Regions from separate parts of the Mus musculus genome. Here region 2 is linked to region 1. The links are chromatin contacts, called in public HiChIP or PLAC-seq maps. All regions are on one chromosome and are shown on one strand. Each heading gives the region's core, a stretch centred on a gene start, on an enhancer-like site or on the middle of the called end of the contact. The rest is flanking DNA. Distances are from core to core; before and after follow the strand shown.

What was found. HiChIP or PLAC-seq counts read pairs in DNA pulled down with a chosen protein or histone mark.
Region 2: an H3K27ac HiChIP or PLAC-seq map of bone marrow-derived dendritic cells shows a contact between it and region 1, with 4 times the contacts expected there. The contact joins two enhancer-like sites. A contact is called at or near these places in 9 of 484 Hi-C or Micro-C datasets (CD4 T cells, the G1E-ER4 cell line, adipose-derived mesenchymal stem cells and 5 more), 12 of 115 datasets of contacts at active chromatin or transcription factors (bone marrow-derived dendritic cells, bone marrow-derived macrophages, embryonic stem cells and 5 more) and 3 of 9 other capture datasets (adipose tissue, bone marrow-derived macrophages and liver).

The regions. Positions count from the first base shown.
Region 1 is chr10:21,606,486-21,614,053 of GRCm38.p6, reverse strand. The region is part of intron 2 of 1700020N01Rik (RIKEN cDNA 1700020N01 gene); the gene reads right to left. Among named protein-coding and RNA genes, the nearest start is that of 1700020N01Rik, 17 kb to the right of the region's middle. Within about 2 kb of position 4,308, at least 50 of the 459 cell types and tissues checked have an H3K27ac peak or open chromatin away from gene starts, as enhancers often do. A contact at or near this core is called in bone marrow-derived dendritic cells, bone marrow-derived macrophages, macrophages and 1 more, where this site is marked.
Region 2 is chr10:21,825,959-21,832,725 of GRCm38.p6, reverse strand. No RefSeq gene overlaps it. Among named protein-coding and RNA genes, the nearest start is that of Platr6, 29 kb to the left of the region's middle. Within about 2 kb of position 5,390, at least 88 of the 459 cell types and tissues checked have an H3K27ac peak or open chromatin away from gene starts, as enhancers often do. A contact at or near this core is called in bone marrow-derived dendritic cells, bone marrow-derived macrophages, macrophages and 1 more, where this site is marked.

The DNA.
Region 1 (7,568 bases), core at 3,059-5,558:
GTCAATGATTCAAGATTCCAACATTTTAGTATCAAGTATTAGCACTTTAAAGATAGCTGACATTAGAAAATGCAATAGCTAGAGTAAGGAAGCCACTGTGGATATATACTTGCAGTGAGTCATTCAAGTTTTGCAACTTAACCTGCTTCTCACTGTCCCTCTGGCCTGGGCAATAGAAAGGTGCACAAGGAGAAAATAAATTCCACAAATATGGGAAAGTGGTTGTTTGATGGACCTGATCCAACCACAGTCGTACTGGTCAGTGTACAAAGAAACCATTTTGCCTTGGGAGACAAAAAATCCACCTAGATGAGGACTAACTAAAGCCACTGACCTTTGAAACTCTATGTGTTACAAGGTACTGGAGCTCTGTGTGGATGTGCCTAAAATGGCAGCTTAATTTGTGGGAAAGATCCGAGCTGCAGTAAGCATTCTATGCCTTGTTCTGCATGCTCCATGAGCCAAGGTCAAGGTCACTTAAAAGTCCTAAGCAGAGCATCCAAAGAGACAGATGAACAAGCGATTCCTCTGACAGTGGAAACCCTGCCTGAAACCCGAAGCAATTTTTCATGAGGAAACATGACCATGCTCTGCCTAGCTCTAGAGGAGGTGAGCCCTGGCAAGCATCCTTAAATCTCAAATGTGGTTAAGAGCAAGCTTCACAGAGCCACAGGCCTGACCTTAAGCAATTTCCTTATTTCTTTAGATTTATGATGTTATTGGAACACTGCTGAAGACTGGCCATTTCTCTGACCTTGAACACAGCTTCTTATTCAGTGAACAATTAACTTGCTAACCACTTGCTTACCTCTCTATGTTGGACAGTTGGCATTTAAGTATCTGGATCCTGGCAGCAAGCCACAGCATCTGAGTCCTGACCTGACTGTATGACTTCCCTGTTAGTGTACACATTGGGTCTCAGTTTCTTCAGGTGAAAACAAGATGCTGTGACAGGAGTGATCTCAAAGGGGGCTATGCTCAGATGGCATCATCTTAGGGGAATGTAAAATGCTGAAACCTGTCTACCTTCTCTACGAAACACTAGCATCTGAAACAAGTGCTCACAAAGATTACGACTAAAATTAAATATTAACTTAAGAACCATCTTTGACATTCTTCAGTAAACAATTTAGAAACATAAAAATGAGTACTTTGCTCAGACTTTCAAAGAACATCAGTGCTTAAGATAGCAGGCCATCCATATGCACCTGTCTGTCCACTGTTCAGCCGCTCAGGCTACTTCACCAACACCAACATGGCTCACTACCTTCAGCTCAGTTTCAGGGTGTCTGGACCACTTTCCTCCATTGTCCTTGCTACCATTAGCTGTGTCCTCTGGACAATGTACTTTCCATGTGTGCTGGGAAGGAGCTCGACTCTGTTGTGTGCTATTTTTAATCTCTACATTTCCTCTTAATTTTTCTATTCATTATATATCAGGAATGGCTAAGGAAAATGTGTAGAATGGAAAGAATTTGTGCATGTCTTTATGCTTTACTTCAAAGGTAGTCGGAGAAGTGGAGAGTCAACTGTCCTGACAAAGCTTGGTAATTCTCAGCAAAGATATTTCCAGAAGCACCAAGTGGCTAAGTTCACTGCTCCTTTCTTTCCCTGAGGCTTCCTGCATTGTTCCTGCCTAACCACAGAATAAACAGATGCTTAAAAAGACACGAGTGTCCTTTGGAGGGAAAGGACACAGATCTAATGTTAAAACAAAACAAAAAGACCTTGAGTTTGAACAGCTCCACTATAGAGCCATGACCTGGAATGAGAGACTTAGCCTTTCCAATCCAAAGTGCTACTGGTGAAAGGTCTGTTGGATTGTCACAAACGACTGTATGACTGAGTCACAAGTGTGGCCTGGGTAAATACTTGAAAAACTGGAATACTCATCACTGTGAAACTTTGGCTCAGGTCACTTGCTACAAGCACTACTGTGGACTTCAAAGCTCTGACATGAGGCATAAAGAGGCTTACAGTTGGGTTCTAACCACTGTTTCCTAGTGGGTGGTGTTGAGTGTGAGCACGTTCTCACCCAGACCCATCATACAGAGCTCCCCACAGGACTGCAAGCAGCAGAGACAGCGGTACATGAGTAGGCAAATCCAGGATGATAAACCTGAAGGTTTAAGTGAACAGAACTCTCGTATAGAACAACACTACCCTTTCATGGAGAGACGCAACCATTTAACCACGCTGAGATGCCTTAAACAATTTATCTCTAAGGACCAGTGCCTTGACCTTTTTATTTTCACTTGTCCTGTTCTCTGTGGACAGTCTACAAGCTTGCTGAAGCTAGTTTTCTAAGAACTAATAACATTTCCTATGTCAGCATGGAAAAATTAATTACTGAAATAACTATTCAGGACTTTGTGTATACACCAAATGGAATGACATATTTTCTTAGTGTAATGCCAAAGTCCTGTTATAATGATCTGATATCTGGAACCCTATATTATCAGTACAGCCAACATCTGAGTATCTTGAGTTAGATAAGAAATAAAGAACAGAATAAAATCTAAAGTAAAGAAATGAATTGATGTTCTATTTAAATGTACTGGCATCCCGAGTGGTAGATAAAATGTAGGGTCAATGTACTTATTCATTTTAAATATACAGACAAGTTTAAAACTATTTCCAATAAATACTGACTACATATAGAAAAACTCCACATATGCCTTGTTTAGTCTTGTATGAATCAGTCTTGTGTGAAAAAGGTATAATAGTAACTCCACACACAAAAGAGGAAATCACCAGTATGAGAAACCTTTTCTAGGAAGCATCTTCCTAACATGTTATTAAGGTTAATAAAGGGCTAAACCCGATTAATCTGACACATCTGTGACCATCTGACTTTCAGTCCTGGCGTTCAGCATGCTCAGAGTAAGTCACATTTTCATCTCAACTCCAGGGATGGTGACTATGAGTAATGTAGAAGTGTTAGTGAGCAGAGTGGAGATGAACAGAGTACGTTCCCTGCTCCTGATGAAAACAGAGCAGGTGCTGAGCAGAAAGGCTAACGCCAAGCACACACAGAAGCAAGGAGGGAGAGGAACCAAGTGGTTGCAGAAATCAAAACTGGCACAATCATACTTGTCCAGAATGTATCAAAAGTCCTTAAAATACTTACACATTCTACTCAAAAACCTTGTAATAATAGAAGTTTTACATCAGAGTGACTATATCTAAAAATTCATACATGGAAATACATTTAACTGTTTTATAGCAAGCATAAATTGCAAACAATTTGAACTTCAAGAATAATAAATAAGTCATGTAACATCTTGGAAGGGAATGGTATATTACCTACTAAAATTATGCTTCAGGGAAGTATTTACTAATAAGGAAAACACATGGTTTTATTAAGTAAGGTGAGAGCTGTAAAAGCATATGTTATACAACACCAATTTTGTAACAGTTGACAACAAATGTGGACAGGCTAGAAATATAGGATTGTCCTCTTATCCACTGGAAAGGACAGGTCCCAAGGCAGAGAGCTGATCTGGATGGCTCTTAGGAAGGTCACAGAGTAGGGAGCCAGTCACTGAAGACTTTCAGGTCCCTTTTCTGAGATCCCTGAAAACCAGGATTACAAAGATTAATTCTGCCAAGCATAGCGGCGCATGCCTTTAAATCTTGGCACTTGGGAGGCAGAGGGAAGGTAATCTCTGTGTTCTCAAGACCAGCCTGATCTATGGAATGAATTCCAGGGGAGCAAGGGCTACATAGTAATACCATATTTAAAAAAAGAAAAAGGAACAATCTTTATAGATGCCAAATGAATTTATCAGTGGCACCTTAGCTCCCAGAGTAAGTTAAAGTTGATAAAACATTTGCAAAAGGAGGGTCATAAATGAACAACCCAATGTACTACTGACATCATCACCTCACTAAAATTAATTTTTATACCTTAGGAACAATGTTAACCATTGTGCAGTTTAAATGAAACGTAAACATACCATTTAAATCTGGAACATCGCAAAAGGAACACAAATCAAAAGAGAGCAGGCTAAAGGAAATGCCCAGAGCTTGCGTGGCTCCTGCCAGAAAGATCTTTCACCTCTGTGTACAAAACCCATGTTCCCACAGATCTCTGGAGCAATAAAAAATGTACTGTACATCATGAGCTGACTTGCTATAAATGTTGTGGACTGTGCAAGCGTGGAAGGCCACCTGCTCTTTGTACAAAGGACACAGACAATGGGGCTGGGATCTGAAACTAAGAAGAGGAAGAATTCAATAAGGACACTGACCCAGACAAGGGTTGAGTCAGCTGGGCAGCCTCAGACAGCACAGCTCTTGTATTGCTCAAGCTACAGGGTTCACTTGCTCAAAACTAGAGGCCACAGCCAAGTAGGTGGAGGCCAGAGAAAGACTGTTCTGTGGGTTAAACGATGATTAACCTTGGCCTTGCAAGTCACTCAGTCTTCCAAGGAAAAGCCTGTAAAAGACCTAGACTGTTCCTATTTCTGCACTACTGACAGGCTCAGTGGAAAAACTTGAGCCTTTTAAGATAGAAAGAGCTGGGTGCAGATCAAGCACAGGGATTCATTCACTTACCATCCTACAGGAGCCTCTTGCCCTTGCTGGCTACATTGTCTGATCCACAAAGTGGTGTTAATATCTACTTGGCAGAAGTGTACTGGAGTAAAAGAAATAAGTAATGTAAAAGGGCTGGCGCACAGCAGGTGTTTAATAACGCTCAGATCCTGTCTATGTCTCCCTTTGAGCAGCTTCTCCAGGTACACCCCTACTTAGTCACTGCCCTAAAACATGGAGAAAGACCAGGAGGAGGACAGACAGGATGATTTTAGGGAGCTGAGACATCGTAAAACCTTCGCAATATAAAAACAGCTTACTGAGCTCTGAATGTTTACAGTTTATGTTTATTCCAACTGTGTGTGTGTCTGTCTGTGTGTCTGTGTGTCTGTGTGTCTGTGTGTGCTCATGCCTTTAAAAAAATGTTGTTACCAGATTGTTCAAGTACAAGTATGTCTATGTGTGTTTCACATTGACTTTTGTGTTTGTTATTTTTTTCCATTAAAAGAACTAAGGAAATAAGAATGTAGGAAGTAAAACTTCCCTAGGCATCATTCAAAAGATAAGAAATGAGGCCTATCTTTAGGGCTTTATCATGACTGCCTGAGGAGATGGCTCAGTTTCATGGAACTAATCTGTATGGAATAAGTAGGTGAGAGGAAAGTAACAGGAAGTATGTATTTGCAGTGGAGTGCTATAACTATATCTATCCTGTAAGAATATCCACACTGCAAATGTATTAATCTAACACACGCTGATTGGGGAAATGGTATGTGCCTGGGCTCTAACCATGTGTCAGGACCATATGAGGGTCATGGGTTTCCCTCAAGACACTAATTGCACACAGTTCTTGGGCAAGAACCACAAATGCCCACAGCTCTTAGCTACATTCTTCTTCTTTCCCACTAAGTGTCACCGTCTGGGACCCATATGATTCTTTACAACATGCAGAAGTTTCCAGAATGTAATGCGTCGGGGTGCTGATGGTCAGAAGCTTCCAGAGTGATGGTCTAGTCACATTTGCAGACAGTAGGGGCTACAGACCATGAAGCAATCCCATCAATGAGAGACCGGTCCTAAGAAAGCCGCTTAGAGGAAGGAGGTTTGCTCACCCAGTTGGAGGCATATGTGTTTTCAGTCCCTACAGAACGCGGTTAGCCTGCTCCTACTCAAACCTTTGTGAACGCCACAGCTGCTTTGTTCCCAGGGCATACAGCTAAGCAAGGGAGAGATTCTCTATAACACTTGCCAGTTTCACAAGGCAGACTTTGTGACAGTGGTCAGAGATAGACCCTGTCACCACAACACTGAGGTAATGACAACTACCAACCCTTTAGCAAATAGAGATTGCAGAGACTGCTGTTCCCAATTCATCTGGAATGAGAGTCTTGCTTGCTATTGCTCTGGTTGGGGGAAACATGTACTATCTTTTCTTTTTAGAAAACGTTTTCAAGTGGGATGTTTTACTAGAAGAAACAACTGCTATGATATGTTAAGATGAAGAACAGGAGAAATAATGTTCATAGTCCTAGAAGTGAACTATTTCTCTGTTGTCCGCGCATGTGTGCACATGTGTGTGTGTGCGTGTGAGACGGAGGACACCTTTTATGAGCTAGTTCTCTGTCCACTGTAGGTTCTAGACGGGACATCATGCTTGCAGGCTAGTGTGGCAAGTTCCTCCACCTGAAGAGCTATCTTGCTTTGGTCCCCAAAAATTACTGATAGAAAACAAGAAGTGAAAAGAATTTTTAAAATATTACTATAATCAAGTGGCTGAGACTGTAGCTTAGTGGTAGAGTGGTTTTATCATCAATACCAAAACAAATACATGAATGAATTAGCTAACTAGAATAAAAATACCCCAGATGCCATCACTTCCTGCAGAAACACTGCTGATACCCACGTGTCTTTGTGCTTCCGTGAAGGTACACACTGATGTACTCTGAGGACTGGGATGAAGGCACAGCCTCTGTCTCATGGCCCAGTGTTTTCTTCATCATTATTTCTAATGGTGGAGTAGTCTCTGCTGTATGGGGATGTATTTAGCCAACTGAGGCCTAGTTTTGTGGAGCCTGTGCGCGGACTGTCTCGAGAGCTTGGGCCTTAGGTGATCCCTCCACGTCTAGGTTGTCCTGGAAGTTCTATTTCCAGCTTCAGTGTGAGTCTGAGCCTCTGCTGTTCCCAGAGGGAGACCTTTGGGAGGATTAGGCCCTGGAGTCAAAGCCATCCAAGTCACCTGCTGTCACTTGGGAAAGGGAAACTACAGCCTATGTTAGAAACTAACATTCTTCTGGCCAGAGAGATGCAAAGTATGAAACTCAAGAGCCCGTTTTCATTCACACAGCTAGTATTTGTGCAGCCACTGGCGACATGCCAGGGTCACTCTGAGTGACTCAACTCTCCAGCCTTATGGAGCTTACCCTGTGACAGATTCACAACTTCAGAAGGGTGAAGTGGACAAAAGAACAGTCGGGAGTTCTCTTGTCACAGGAAATTGGACCGTAACTGCACACAACAAACGTATGCATATTTGAAGCTACCACAAAATACTTGAGTCTTAGAGTTACAAAGTCAAGTGATATATTCTGTTACCAAGTAAAAATTCCATAATGTCATTAGAACAAGCACTTCCAAAAGGCAACAGTATCCAGAACAGGTACACTCAAGTCTTAGTAATCAAATTAAAAAAAAAAAACCCAAATACCATTATACTTAGGATATTAATTTTTATTTATAGAAAAAAACAGTTCCCTGTTGTTTTGAATGGATGTACCCAGATTGTAGGTGACATTAGTTTGGATATGACCCATCTCCAATTATAAAAACATGAAAGAATATCCGAGCAATCAGGCTATGTGTAGATCAAGTGGGAAGCTACTTACAAGGGCTGGAGTATCTCCTATAAGGAGAGGATGCCTGGGTCAGTTATGAGATACTTCTATGCCCACTGGAAAGAATGAGTGGGCTCACCTTGACTCAGGAAGAGCTATATAATTAAGTAAAAAGAAAGTCAACAAGGCTAAAGGGAA
Region 2 (6,767 bases), core at 4,141-6,640, 220 kb before region 1:
CTCCGGACACCTTGCTGTCTGGAATCACGTGTTTCAAGCTCCACATCCTCAGGCTCTATGTGGGTGCTAGAACCCTGCCCTCAGCCCTAATTGAAGTAATAAATAAATAAAGATAAATCTATTACTAATAACTGTATGGCTCTAGCACCCTGTCTAGCTCTTTAAGAGGAGCTCTTCCCCACTCTCCTGCATCCAGCTGCCAGCTGCTGGTTAGGGCACACGAGTAGGAGGTCTGTGTAGGATTCAAAGCTCTGTCTTCCCACTCTACTGCACCTGCTTCTCATGGCTTACTTTCAGAACAACATGTCTGTCAAATTAAGAACTGGGAAGGAAGACTTTTAGTCGGTATTTCTCAAAATGTGCTCTTTGTTTCATAAGCAACTAAATATGATGGAAGAAGAAAGCTCATTTGGAAGACACCATTGAGGCATTGACACATTAATACTTAATGAATTAATGAATTTATTGAGCATTTCCTATATGACATACTCTACTAAGCACCATAGCTCATTTTTATTTATCCTAAGTGTCCATTATAGGAAACCCATAGCATATTTATCTATGAAATAAAGCATAATGCCTTCAGATTACCACTTCACATTTGCAAGGATTAAACAAAATAATGTAATGTATCTAGAAGTTTAAACACACTCTACACAGTAGTCAGCAGTCGTCATTATTAACTAGCATTCAGTAGGTACTGCCACTCTGAAATGCATATACTCCAAGCATCTGGCACTAGGTGCTTTTAGTGGAACATGATACATTTGGTTTAATTTTCAATTTTTTTAGTGTGTGTGTTTTGTGTTTTCTGTGTGTGTGTGTACATACTATGTAACATGTACATGTGTAGAGGTCAGAGACAACTTTTGAGAGTTAGTTTTCTTCTACCGTGTGGCTCACTAGGATCAGACTCCGGTCTTCAGACCCAGCAGCAAGCACCCTTACTTGCTGAGCTACCTCACTGGCCATTTAATATTTATTTCATTTTATTTTTTGAAACAAGTTCAGAAAGTTGCCTTGTTTCAAACACAAAGCAATTCTTTTTTGTCAGCTCCCCAAGTGCCTGGGCTACAAGCATGTACCACCAGGCCTAGCAGTTTGAATGCTTTCTAACATCAAAGAATTGCCCATCTTTCTGGATAAGATTAGCGATTTAGTTTCTTCAAAGATATCACAATCATTGCAACACATTCCAGAGTGCAAACTGTGGTTGCTAGGGACTACATAGATAAGGGTTAAAAAGTGGGCTGATGACAATTGTCATTTTCTTTTCTATTTTTGTCATTTAGAGAGAAAAAGCAGTTTGGCAGATGTTTGGGCCTATGTCTGAAGTATATGAGCAACATTCTAGAAAGGAATTCGTCAGACAGAGACTGATACCAACCCTGCTTGATTGACTTCTGCGTGGATCTGTTATCCCAAGATTATACCAGTTCTTGTTCTAGCACAACCATTGTGGCACCCTGCAGATGGAGGCAGGAAGATCACAGATGACACGTTCCAAGTCAGCGTAGGTTACATAGTAAGTCCGAGGGCCACCCCACTCAGTTCCATTCTTTAGAGGTGACAACAAAAAGCCCCTCATTCCACCCTGACCACAAGGGAGAGATCTCAGTTTGATGGCTAATTTTCCAACCCCCAACACCCCAGGGGAAACTGCCTTCAAAAGGAAATCTTGCTTAAAACCTGACACTTGCTCCACCTAGCTTTAGAGACATGGTAAAGTTCATGGAGAAAGGTCAGGATCTCTAACTGTACGGTTTTATTTGTAGCATTAATGTCACATGAGCATGCGCTATACAAGGCTGAAGGTGGTGGTGGTGGGGGGGATCCCTGAGACTAAATATACCGTACATAAACAGGTTGGGAAGAAAGTCAACGTTACCTGGGTGAGCTTGTTTTGCACAATAGCAAAGTCTCGGGACCTTCTCATTTCCACATTTAGGAGAGGTGAATGTCCGGTGTGCTGGTGCAGCTAAACCGTTCCTCCTCGCATCAGGTTCCCACCTTTAAGCAGATGTTCTGGAGATTTGCTCTCTCACGGCGTCTAGAGGAGCTTTTCCTCTTTTTTTTTTTTTTTCTAGAAGAGTCTAGAAAAGTGCTTCCAAGAGAGTAGACACGCTAATGACATAATTCATTTATGTACGTACATACATCATAGCATTCTTTTATATTGACTGACACAAATCTGTATAAGATCATCTCCAAACAATAACTACATTACAAAAAAAAAAAAAAATGAGGGATTTCTGTTGTTTGTTCGATACTGAAGCGAAGTTCAGCCATGAGTCTCGGCTTTTGCCATGGAGGCAGAGTCCAGCTCTGGCCGCTTAGGCCCCTGTTCTCAGCACCCCTGTAACTTGGGGTTGATACCTTCATGCTGGAGCCACAATGCCTTAGGCGTTCCCTCTCCCAGTTACACGGATTTGTTGAAGACAGGGACTGTCTAACAATTCACGGCTCTGGTAAGTGATCCAAGGGCCACATCAAAGAGGCAGACTCAAGACTTTATGTGTGGGGTGAGGGACAGAGCTTTCCCTTGGTCCTTTCCAGGGCAGTGACAGTGGACTTTCCTCCTCAGACACAGGAAACATGAGCTTCCCCTCTGAGAGATAAACACAATTGGTCTAATTGAGGCTAACCTGGGATGTACAGTAGGAGGCCAGCCTTGGCTATACAGTGAGACTTCACACACACACACACACACACACACACACACACACACACACTTAAATATTCTTTTCTTTTTTAAAAGCAGGCCATGATACGACACACGGACATACTGCCAGCTCTGGGGGAAGGCAAAGGTGGGAGAATCCTTGCCAATTCCAGACCAGGCTGATCTGTGTAACAAGTCCCAGGACAGCCAGGACCACATAAAAACCATGTCTTCCTCACGCATAGCACCCAAACAGCACTGAGGAATCTGCCTCCTTGTTTAGAACCTTCAGTGTATCCAAGGGTACTTGGTATGAGGGCCAAAGGCTTCACCTGCCAATGAGACCCCAAGTGAGGCTGCTCTTGGCCTTTCTCTGCCTGTGGAGCCCTCTCCCTCTCGTGAGATCCATCTCTATTCATACCAGCTCTTCTTTGGCTCCTTGCCGCCACAGGGCCTTTACCCCGCTGTTGCTCCTGTCTGAATCACTACAGCCTTGGTGCCAGTCCTTCTGCTGGGGTTGGCTGCAGATGTCTTTTGTTTGGCTACGGAAGAATGATTTAGTTTGAATTGAAATGCCTTAAGGCCAGTAGATTCCTTCCGGCTGGCCTTGGGCTGTCAAATCTCTTACAGTCTTGCAGGTTAGATGAACAGGCTTGTGTCGCCCACCTGATCCCTTGAAGGAATTTGGATTACAATTCCTAGACTAATTAATTCCTACTAATGAATGGGTGGTCTGCAAAGATGCCACTTCCCGGAGGAAGGCCTCCTTTCATCCTCCCCCCAACCCCTCCTCCCGCTCCGCGCTTTCCTTTTATGTACAGCTGCAATCACTCAGAACTCACTGAGTCACCAGTGGTTGGAAGCTGCAAGCCCAGCCCAAAGGAAAGAAGCAAAAGGGCAGCAGCTATTGTTTGCTGTCCTCTGTGATCTGGTGCTCTGCACACAGAAGGCGCTCAATGGTTGCACTGGTGGATGATAGAGGGACAGCATTCCAACACTTAACTCTGTAAAGCACTGTGAAAGTCCTAAATGAGGATTATGGGAAATGTTTTTCTAGGCTTGGTAGAGTCTGGCCCTCCTCCCTTCCAGCAGACACTAGGTGATGCAGTCAAGCTTACAAAGTCGCTGCTTTTGAACTTGCTGAATAGAGTCCCATAGGACAGAAGGAACAGGGGCGGACAGGGCCCTGAGCTCCCCATTCTTGTCCAACACAGAGCAGCTCTGCCCCCAGCCCTCCTTGAAGCACGGCCTTACTTTCTACCCTAGGCGGAATCTTCTCTCTTTCATAATCGGCTTTTGTACAACATTATCTGAACAAAGCTTCCTCAGGCTGAAGCATGCCTGCCGTATTGATCGCCAGTCCCTGGTTTTGCACTTAGCTCTGCATGTGTGATCAATAAATGTTTGTTGGAGAATCCCTATGTATTGTAGCCTACTTGTAAGGGAACATATTTTCAAAGATGTGCTCTCCGCAGCCCAGGATGGCCTCCAAATTGCCATGTAGCATAGGCTGCCCTGAGCTTCTGACCCTCCTTTCCTGCCTCCCTCATTATAGGTGTATTATAGGATTCTAGGTGTGAGCCACCGGCCTGGATCCCACTTAGTTTTTATAATTAGGTTAGAAAAAATATAGATTAGGCCTATTTGCCTTATGTACTGAAATACCTCATTGTATCTTACCAGCTTTTTATAGTGTGTGATGCATATTCTTACCCTCTGAAGATTATGCACTTGTTTAGTTATTATTTTTTCCTTAGCTATGCTACTTTCTGTTCATTAACAAACCTCCTTTAGAAAAGAAGCAAAGGCAATAAGAATATGAGAGAGCTACTTCGATTTGCTTAATTTTCCATCTTATGTATTATTTATTCAACCACAAACTATGTTTTTAAAATCTCTCATGTCTCCCAAATATCAGGCACTATGTTACTTTTATTGTATTGAATTTATTAATGATTTATCATACACATAGCATTATGGATGGGATTAGGAATTGTACCTTGAGTTCAGGACTTTTTTTTTTTTTTGGAACAGCACACTTTAATTTTTGGAGTAATTTTGAAAAACTTATAGTTATTTAAATTTAAACCTTTTTAAGTTGCCATATTATCATAAAAATCAAAATATTAAGGAGTTGCAAAGGATCTAAATTCCACCATTTGTGACTGGGGAGCAAAGGAGTGCTCCCCAGTGGTGGTTAAAATGGAACATTTTCCCTAACAACCCCACCTAATGAACATTTATTAATATCCCTATTTGATTAAAATGTAATGAAGTTTTTCTCTTTAAAAAAAAAAAAAAACAGAGTCCAGAGGGATGCCGACATCCTGCCTCTTGCCACCATTTGCAAGTAGCTGAGTCACTTAAGGAACTTGTTCTGCCTCAGAGCATGGGTTGGGTTCGGCCTCAAGGGGTTTCCTGGAGAAGTTGGGAAAGTTAGAGGGGAAGACGGCTGGGGAACTCCACATGTTAAGCCTGAGAATCTCAAGGAGACAAAGCCAGATCCACAACTGCCCAGTTAATCAAGCTCTAGTTTGGGGTGCACCTAGGAGTGGCCAGCCAGCTGACTTACCCTGGGTTGGAATTTGAGGGAGCAGCACCTCCTGGTCTCTCGAAGCCCCTCCAACAAGGGACATAAAGTGTTCCCAGGAGCAAGAGAGTGGGTCTTATACACTGTTAGAAAGACACACTAAAAGCGAAGGACTGGGGAAGGATCATATCAGCTGCAAGCAGTTTACATCAGCTCTAAGAAACAGGAACTAATTCTTAATTACAAATAGAAACCTTACCTTGCAAGGACTTAATCCTGGACAAAAAAGGAAAAAAAAAAAAAAAAAAGAACTTTAACTAGGATTTAATACAACAAACAGGAACTGCTTTCAACTACAAATAGAAACTTTAACTTGCAAGGACTTAACACAGGGCAAACAGAAACTTAGTCTTAACTGTCTTAGACGCAAACAGAACCCTTAACTTGCAAGGTTCCTGTTTTGTCTTGCAAGTGCTGATCTGTTACAACCTCTTATTCTCCAGGAGAAACAATAGACCCGGGGAGGCCAGCACCTGCTGAGTCCAGCTTCAGGGTACAAAGTTCCAACGTCTTCCTGGAGCTGCAGATGTGGTGGTGTATGTAACCTTTTAAACCCCAGTTCTTGGGAAGCAGAGGCAGGTGGGTTCTGTGAGTTCCAGGGTAGCAAGTTCCATGCTCTGCCACCAGCCCTACACAGGAAGACCCTGTCTCAAAAAGGAAGGAGGAGGAGGAGGAGGAGGAGGAGGGGGAGGAGGAGGAGCAGGAGAAGGGGAGGGGAAGCGGAGGAGGAGGAGGTCATGGAGGAGGAGAAGAAAGAGGGAGAGGAAGAAACAAGGAGAAAGAGGAGGAGGAAGAAGAGGAGCAGGGGCGAATTGCAACAGCAGTACTAATAAATACCATATTTTATGTATTTTATATATACATGTCCCAAATTTAGTAACTTCTTTTCACTTATCTCTCATAGTTTTCACACTTTATTTTCTCCACACCATCTACACAGAATTTTATCTAAAATTTTAGATTAATTTTGTATTTTTTTAAAATTAAGGACAAAATTACCATCTCTTGTTTTGATTTGTACAACTAATTTCCATTTCACCAAGAAAATGGAAATAAATTCAATTTTATTTTATAAAAATGACACCTGGAAGGCTTCATTTTTGTTGCTCAGCATTGTAGGTAATAGAGTTTGATGAATGATGTAATCTCTAATAGTTTTAGGTGGCTCTTTGAGGTATTCGATCCCAGCTTTTAAGCCCCTGTTACAATAGTGAAATAATTTAATTCTGTGCAGCGCAATTATTCTCAACAACACAATAGCTTTTGGGGTGGTTGAACGTCCGTTTGTAAAGTACGGTTTGGAAGCAAGCCTCTGTGGGGAGGTGAACAGAGAGAAACACCGAGGGGCAAAGAAGAGAAAGAGAAACTTCTGACGTGTTTTAGGAACTATTCCTCTTTCTGACACAACATTAGGAATGAAGAAATTAACAAAAGGGAGAAATTTATAGGACCCGGTCTCCAGTATTATTGCCCAGCTCTCCACTTTCATGCAATCTGTGTCAAGGACTGACTGGT